2 separate regions of the Mus musculus genome follow, and region 2 is linked to region 1. Evidence: chromatin contacts called from public HiChIP or PLAC-seq data. All regions are on one chromosome and are shown on one strand. Each heading gives the region's core, a stretch centred on a gene start, on an enhancer-like site or on the middle of the called end of the contact. The rest is flanking DNA. Distances are from core to core; before and after follow the strand shown.

Region 1 (3,944 bases), core at 626-3,125:
AAATCTTCCATTACACTTTACAGTTATGTTTATGAAGTTGTTTCACGCATACTCAACAGAAATAGTTTAATGTGGAAGCTGCATTGTTGTCATCATTGATTGATAGCAGAGTGTCTTTTTAAAATGATGTTTATGGTGATAAATACCAATTCTAATGGGGTGATGGAATAGCTATTTTTTTTTCATTTTCTCTAGTGCTTTTCAGTTTAAAGTTTAATATATCATGAATCTCAAAATTTCTTCTCCTTGACAATTGAGGAGCTGAAACTATTACTTATGAGCTTAAAGGTTATGGATACATAATATCATTCATAAAGTTCTACTCCAGTATCTAATGGCTGCTTATTTATGCTCAGAAAAGAAATATTAGCACCAATAATAACATATTTGAGAGTAGGCAAAATAAATTAGCCTTACTGGTTGAAGTTCAGGGTAATTTGTCACTAGTAATCTCTTGAGGCAAACCCAAACTTCCTTGCTACAAATTATATACATCTTGTGCATAGGAAAAGTAACTTGCCTTCACAACCATTTCTTCTTATTAATTCATTTAATAACCACTCAAGAGTGCCTGCCCAGCCATTATATTATGAAGACAGACTAGGGTATCACATGGTAGGTGGGCCTTATTTAGTTGGAGGCCTACAAAGTTCTACAGATGCTTTCAAAAGCAGGAGAGATTTAATTTGATAGTTGGAGATGAGCTGGTTGGATCAATGACTTGGTGAAGAGTTAAAGCATTCAGGACTATGTGTTCTGAGGCCGCTCCCTGCACTAAATGGGAATGTTGAAAATGACAAGATTGGAATAGAAAGGTTTTGGAAGTCAGGCTAACCTTTTATTAAATTTGTATTTTTTTGTGGTGGAGATCCAATACAGACCCTTAGCCTTGTCTATGCTAAGCAACCACAGATCTACAGCTTCTTTGTACTAATAAATTTTTCTTTTACTCTAAGGACAATGGAAGCATTAGATAATCATTATCAATGAACCATAGACAGAGACAGGAGTCTAATATTGGGGCTCAGGAGTAATTTTATCAAAGAATTTTCATTCTTGAGTGGACTACAAGGCTCAGTAGGAAATTGTCTTTTCTGCTAAGCTTGTGACTTGAGGTCCACCCCCAGAACCACATAGTAGAAGAATAGGTCTGCAGGTTGCACAGTAAGGCATGTTTATACCACGTCCACAATCATTGAGTGCATGTGAAAATGAAGTATTTTCACTTGGCTTGGTAGCACACATCTTTAAAAGCTTGGGAGGCAGAGGAATCTAGATGGGTCTCTGAGTTCTGGGCCAGGCATGGATTACAAAATGAGAGACTCTGACAAAAGAAAAATTCAACCAAGTATTTGTTTTAGACTTTAAAAGTATATTAAATGATGTGTCATTAAGAATAGGAACAGAGTTGTAAAGAAACTAAAATAAATTGGAAACACAGTAGTTATGTAACATGTAACATTTGGAACCCTTAGTAAACAAGGCTAGCCTAGAGAGTGGAGACTGAGGGCAAGCGCTTTAAACATTCCTAACAACTCTTCAGTTTTCTGGCATCTTTATAACTAGATAGTGGTTTCTTCAAGCATACTGAGAAGATGGGCAGCAGTGGAAGTTTCATCATGTACGTCAAGTACATTACGAATATAGATAAAAGTAGCATGCAAATAACAAGATTCTGTTGATTTCCTTAGAAACGTGCCAGGACTTTGCTTGAGAACGCATCTGAAACCACCGAAAGGTTTTAGGGAACTCCCAAACTAGACCTCCTCGTGGCTTGTCAGCGCATTCCCTCCGCACCGCTAGGGGGCGAGAGTCCGAAAGCCTGCCTACCCACGCAGCCGGGCCGCTCTTGGCGACGCGGTCTCGGTGACGACACTTCCGTCGGGCTTGCCGGGAGTCGCGCGCTGCTGCATCCACGGAGGCGGTGGGCTCGGGCAGTCATGGAGCACTCGGGAACCAGCGAAGGTGGGTGTGGGTTAGGCGGGCCAGCCGGGGTGGAGGGCCGTGCTGGGCACTGGAGCGCCGGGCTGACGGCCGGTCTGTCCTTTGTTTCTTGCTCCAGTGACAGGCGCAGACACGGCGGGACCCGACCCTCAGCTGGCGGTCACCATGGGCTTCACAGGATTCGGTGAGTGACTGCCCGGGGCAGAGCCCAGCCCGACTTCGCCCGGGGCTTGCGAGTAAAGGGTAGGAGAGCTGCCACTTTTGACCGGCGCCTTCCGCCGTGCCAAATCCGAATCGGTCCCATTTAAACTGTTGAGACCAGTTCAGGTGACAGTTGGAAACCTTGACGGAAAGGGATTACTATGGTGACCCAGTCTGAGAAAGACATTTAGTGGCGACCATTAAATAACATTTTGGTGGATATAGCGTTTCTTCCTCTTCAGTCTTAATGTATACCCTGGTCTTGTCACATTATTAGGTGATTTAAAAGAAAAAACAGTCTCAAAAGACATAATCATCTGTTAATAGTATCAGTGCTAGAAAAATCAAATGGAAATTGACCTGTAATTTGTTTTGGGAACAAATGTCTCTCTGATGTACCTAGTTCTCATTCATTCATTGTTTCATTTATTCATCTACTTAGCTTCTTCTAGGTAATTAGTCGATAAAAGGGTAGTTACAGTATTTACTTTTTTTCTTTCTTTTCTCCCTTCTTTTCTTCTTTTTCCTTCCCTCTTCCACCTCCTCTTTTCCTCTTCTTCCTATTCATTCTCCTCTTTTGTTTGTTTGTTTGTTTTTTGTTTTTTTCTAGACAGGTTTTGTGTGTGTGTGTGTGTGTGTGTGTGTGTTTGTGTAACAGTCCTGGCTGTCCTGGATATCACCCTGTAGACCAGGCTGGCATCGAACCCGTAAAGATCTGCTTGCTTCGGTCTCCCGGTTGCCTGGATTAAAGGCTTGAGCTACCACCACCCGGTGGATTTATTTTTTTAAAAGATAAATGTATATATAGTTATATTTCTGAGCGGTTGTTTTGCCTCTATGTCTGTGCACCATTTGCCTGCAGTACCTATGGGGGCCAGAAGAGGTCACTGGGTCCCATGGAACTAGAGTTACAGATGGTTGTGAGCCACCTTGTGGGCCCTGGGAACTAAACATGTCCTTTGCAAGAGCAACAAGTGTTCTTAACTTGTGAATCATCTCTCCAACTCCTGTTTTTGACTTCAGAAAATTAGGAGAATCACGAAGAAAAGGAAGTCAAATCTGTTTTTTTTTTTTTTTAGATCTCCTGGTGCATATTAAAATTTAATATCATATTTATGAGTAAACATTGCTTTTTAAGACAGTATTTTGCGATTTTCATGTATTATATTCTTCCAAAACATGATTTTTTTTTTGAGACAGGGTTTCTCTGTATAGCCCTGGCCGTCTTGGAACTCACTTTGTAGACTAGGCTGGCCTCGAACTCAGAAATCCTCCTGTCTCTGCCTCCCAAGTGCTGGGATTAAAGGCATGCGCCACCATGCCCGGCCTCCAAAACATGATTTAATTTTTGGTAGTAGGAGGACTCAACAGGGCTTCCTGCATGCTAACTACCTGTCCCATTACTAAGCTGCACTGTTAGAACTTGATTTATTTTAGTGTCCAGAGATCTTGTATCACTTAAATTTTATTTTTTGTTTGTTGAGAGAGTTATTAAAAACTTTAATAACTTGATACAAGAATCTAATTGAGTGGCTGAGGCAGGTTTCAAGTTTGAAGCTAGCCTGGACTATGTAGTTAGACTGTCTTTACTTATTTTTTGTTATTTATTTTTATTTCTTAGTTAAAACAGGACCTGACACAGCTCAGGCTTGCCTTAGACTTTGTATGTAAGCTGAGGATGACCGTGTGCTTCTGACCCTTTTTCCTCTTAGCTCCTTGGTTCTGGGATTTTACCGTGTAGTATGCACCTGGTTAGATACTGTCTTTTTGTTGCTATTTAGAAAAAAACTAAAAAATTG
Region 2 (4,124 bases), core at 1,376-3,875, 530 kb before region 1:
AAATGTTTATAACGAAACGGGCCAGTGAAGACAGAGAGGCTTCGCGGTCCGCAGATGTGATGGATGGATGGAAGCAAGCCCGCGAGAAGCTGCAAGAACTGCTGTCTTCTGGGAGGGAGGCTGGAAACCAGACTCTCCGAAATCTGACAGAGCTCTTCTGGAGGGGCTCCGGGCGCTGCACCGGGGCAGAGCAGATTCCCCTGCCAGTGTCTGCGATGCTTTTGTCAGTGCTGGCTCTCTCTCAGCAGCCCTGCGCTGCATGGTGGTTTTGTGAAGCGCATAATTCGACACTCCGGGGAGACCACCCAGCTTCCTCTCCCAGAGTCTCCCAGGGAACAAAACTGTCCCTCTGTGTGCCAGTGACCTCCCCCTCTGCCGGCCCCCTTCCCACTGCTGTCCCCCACCCCCACCTCCCAGCCAAGGGGAAATGGAAAAGCCAGTCAAACCTTCCCTGGTGGGAACCAGGAGATTTGCTACTAAAGCAGCCCAGAGAGGAGGCCACTCTAAGCCTGGGATACTGCTGCCACCCTGTGGCAAGGACCTCCCGACCCAGAGCGGCCCACACCGTATAAACCACCCAACATTCTCTAGAAACTCCTCAATGATGGGCTCCAGGAGGGCTGTGGAACGAGAAACAGCTCAGAAGCCCGAATGAAAAGTGAACTTGAGTAAGTCCGTGTCTGCGGTGTGATTCCCAGTGTGTAGGACGGGATGGATAGTAACTGGGAACTTACAGGAAAGGCTAGTTCCCCAGGCCCCATCCAGGGCTCTGGAAGGTAGAACCCAGCAGTGTGCTTTAACAAGACTGTTGCGCGCCAAGGTTTTAGAACGTCTGATCCAGAGTCTGAAAAGGCAAGGACCACGAAGCTAACCACCAGCGTCCTTATCTCTTCTTCTCTGGCCCTAAACCTCCCCATGTCTCTCTTCGTGCATTTTAATTTCCTAGGATTGTGGCAGAATAGATACAAAACAAAGGAAAAGTCACCGATGTGCATACATGCTTACTGGTTCAAAGACTTACTGATGCTTTAATTAAAATTTAATTTTTTAAATTTAATTTAAAAATAAATTTATTGCTGGGCAGTGGTGGCACATGCCTTTAATCCCAGCATTTGGGAGGCAGAGGCAGTCAGATTTCTGAGTTCAAGGCTAGCCTGGTCTACAAAGTGAATTCCAAGACAGCCAGGGCTATACAGAAAAACCCTGTCTCGAAAAAATAAAAAATAAAAATAATAATAATAAAATAAATTTATTATTTGAGGTAATAAAATTTTTTGTCGTACCACTCAACCCATCGAGAAAACTCAGATCCTTCATTTATTTGCCAGGTATTTATGGAGTGTCAACCTTATCTCAGGCACATTAATGTGCACTGTAGATAAACCTACCCCTCCCTCCACCACCACCCCCACTCCAGAGCTCTATTTTATTCAGGTGTAAAATAGATTTTCGAAGACTAAACTATGTCACCTCCAATGTTTGTATATTGGAACTCAACCCCAGTGAACATGTATTTGGAGAGAGAGCAAGCTCAGAGCAAAGGCCACGTGTCTGAAAGCCAGAAAAGACCAGCTCAGAGGTCAAACATGCGGGTGCGCCAAGGGCTTTCGGCCCCCAGACTGTGACCAATAACTGTGTGTCCTTTAAGCTGCCCAGTCCGTGCTGTTGTGTTAAGGCAGCCCAAGCAGATTAAGATGTAGGACAGGTATAGTCAATGATGGGAAGCACACCAGTGCAGGGTGACGTTCGGAGAGGAACTAGAGAACTTTAAGGACGGGGTAGTCAGGGAGGCTACCCGGGCAAGTCTCCTGTAAAAGATCTTAAGGAAGTAAGGCACCAGCCTTGGATTCATAGGAAAGAAAAGGCTGGTGGTAAAACACCTCAGGTGGGCATTGGTGGGCTTCCCCGGGGGAGGCAAAGTACCACAAGGAGGCAGTGTGGCAGAATGGGGGATGGAGCCAGACAAGGACCAAGGGTCCACTTGAGAGGGTCTTACAAATCACATAGGAGAAGAGGGCTTTAGTCTCGGCGTGCCGGGTTGCCTCCAGCAATGTAAGGGTTAAGAGATCTTTCCTTTAGATTCGAATGTGTTCCTGTCAAAGTTTACACATTGGCATCACAGTGATAGTGAGCAGTGGGCCTTTAAGATGTGAAGATGGGACTTCTTCATGGACAGTGGCTGGAAAAAAAAAAAAAAGGCGGCTCCGTGCAGCCTTCTGTTCCCAATACTCCAGCCTTCCACCATGTGAGGACAGCGTTCTCCCGATCCAGAAAACGAATTCCTCACCTAACCACAGAACCTTTATCTTCATTTCTCTAGCCAGTAGCATTGTGGGAAAGTAAATTCTTGCGCCTTATGCCCCAGTGCAGGGCATGTGATTGTAGTGGGACTAAGACGATATGTAACTCATCTGCTTATCCTCCGGTGTGCAATCCCTCCCGGGTAACGCAGCCGCTTCCTATTAAGATGGTTGGCACCCTGTGTCTCTTGGTGTCCCCGCCCCCTCTTCTCCCCTCTACATTCTTCAATCTGCTCCCGCTGACCTATCGACACAGGGCCCCATGAGACTTCCAGTTTCTCAACCTGTCCTTCGCATTTCACAGGAATAAGAAAAGTTCAGATGTGCCAGTTATGCCCTCTGCTGGTCAGGGCGCAAAAGGCAATCAGGAAATGAGGTCGGGGTAGACCGTATCTTCAGCGACTCCCCTTATGTCAGCCTTTCTTTCTCCAGCCGTGCCCACAGCTGGCAAGACTGGGTTTGGCATTGCCCACTTCTCCTTTTGCATAAGAACCCTGCGGTCTGGCTTATGATAAGAAAGAAGGGAAATGAGGGAATTTAGCAAATGGGATTCCTTTGTAATATATGCTCTCAAGCCTCTTGCCTTGAGACGAGATCCTATTGTGAGAACCAAAAACCTGAGTACTGTCAATTTCTCTCTACTGTAATTATTCCAATTTTTTCAGGCAAATAAGTAGCCTTGGCTGGCTTGGCTGAGAGTATTCTGACAAGTAAAAGGGAAAATTACATCAGCTCGCCTTCAAATATTATGTCAGTGTTATAGAAAAAAAAAATCAAGGCCTGGCAGTAGAGAATTCTTCTCTGGGGTTCTTTTTTCATACAAGTTTTTCAAAAGCTCATCCCCTGCTTCCTATTTCTCCCTTGGAGATTTATTCATCTATGAAACTCAAACCATTCGAGCCTTTTATGTCTGGCTGAGTTTTGCCTCTATAATTTATTCCACATAGATTTCCCCCCTTGAAATTGCAGCCTGTGCCAGCAGGTCACCCAGGACTTCCTGCCCTTCAGAGGCCCCATAAGATAAAAGGGTAAAAGCCCTCACTGGAGAGAGAGATGGGCCACCCTAGAAGTCAGATGCTGAAGGGGCTTGGCCCCAACTTCTAGCTCTGGCTCACGCCACGCCTGCATCCTGTCTGGTTCTTTCCTCATGAAAACCTAAGTGAGGAGAGAGGTGGCCCCACATAAAGTTAGCAGGCGTCTTCTCCAAGATCAAGGAAAACTTTGATAGAGTTGGGAAGAAAGCCAGTAACCATTGGCTTCCTGTCCTGATGGGAAGGCAGAGACGGCATCTCCAACCCGAATCCCACTGTGCAGAGGAACATCAAGGGTCCATCTTTGGAGAATGAAAAACTCCCTTACCCATCAGCTTCTGCTCACATTCTGCTCCCACCCAGTGCTCGCTGTGAGCTCCCGAGGCAAGGAGTCACTCCTGGTAGTTACATCTGTGCTCGGACTGTGTAGCCTGAAGCTCCAGAGCTTTTTTTTCTTTTGAAATTTTATCTGTCCATCCATCTATCCATCCATCTATCTATCTATCTATCTATCTATCTATCTATCTATCTATCTATCTACCTATCTATCATCTATCCATTGGAAAAGATATGTGTGGAGGTCAGAGGACAGCTATGAGAGTCAGATCTCTCCTCCCACTATCCAGGTTCCAGGTACTCAACTCAAGTCATCCAGCTTGACAGCAAATGTTTTTACCCACCAAGCCATCTCTCCAGCCCTAGTCTCCTCTCTCTACACACTGTATTACCTGCACGTGTGGCCTCACATCTCTGTACCCAGCATTGCCTCCTCCTCTGGGGAATTAGAATCAAA

Evidence for each region. HiChIP or PLAC-seq counts read pairs in DNA pulled down with a chosen protein or histone mark.
Region 2: an H3K4me3 HiChIP or PLAC-seq map of the SCID.adh cell line shows a contact between it and region 1, with 4 times the contacts expected there. The contact joins the enhancer-like site here to the promoter of Wdr70 in region 1. A contact is called at or near these places in 6 of 39 promoter capture datasets (the 3T3-L1 cell line, 3T3-L1-derived adipocytes, the C10 cell line and 3 more), 2 of 15 datasets of contacts at CTCF or cohesin (large pre-B cells and pro-B cells), 4 of 484 Hi-C or Micro-C datasets (LSK cells, myeloid progenitors, pre-B cells and 1 more), 4 of 115 datasets of contacts at active chromatin or transcription factors (the SCID.adh cell line, T-cell acute lymphoblastic leukemia, large pre-B cells and 1 more) and 1 of 9 other capture datasets (adipose tissue).

Annotation. Positions count from the first base shown.
Region 1 is chr15:8,097,140-8,101,083 of GRCm38.p6, reverse strand. It overlaps Wdr70 (WD repeat domain 70), which reads left to right and starts at 1,875. Exons shown (of 18, transcript NM_001081402.1): 1 at 1,875-1,965; 2 at 2,063-2,128. The coding sequence starts at 1,941.
Region 2 is chr15:8,625,797-8,629,920 of GRCm38.p6, reverse strand. No RefSeq gene overlaps it. Among named protein-coding and RNA genes, the nearest start is that of Gm46508, 45 kb to the right of the region's middle. Within about 2 kb of position 2,625, at least 44 of the 459 cell types and tissues checked have an H3K27ac peak or open chromatin away from gene starts, as enhancers often do. A contact at or near this core is called in 3T3-L1-derived adipocytes, the SCID.adh cell line and adipose tissue, where this site is marked.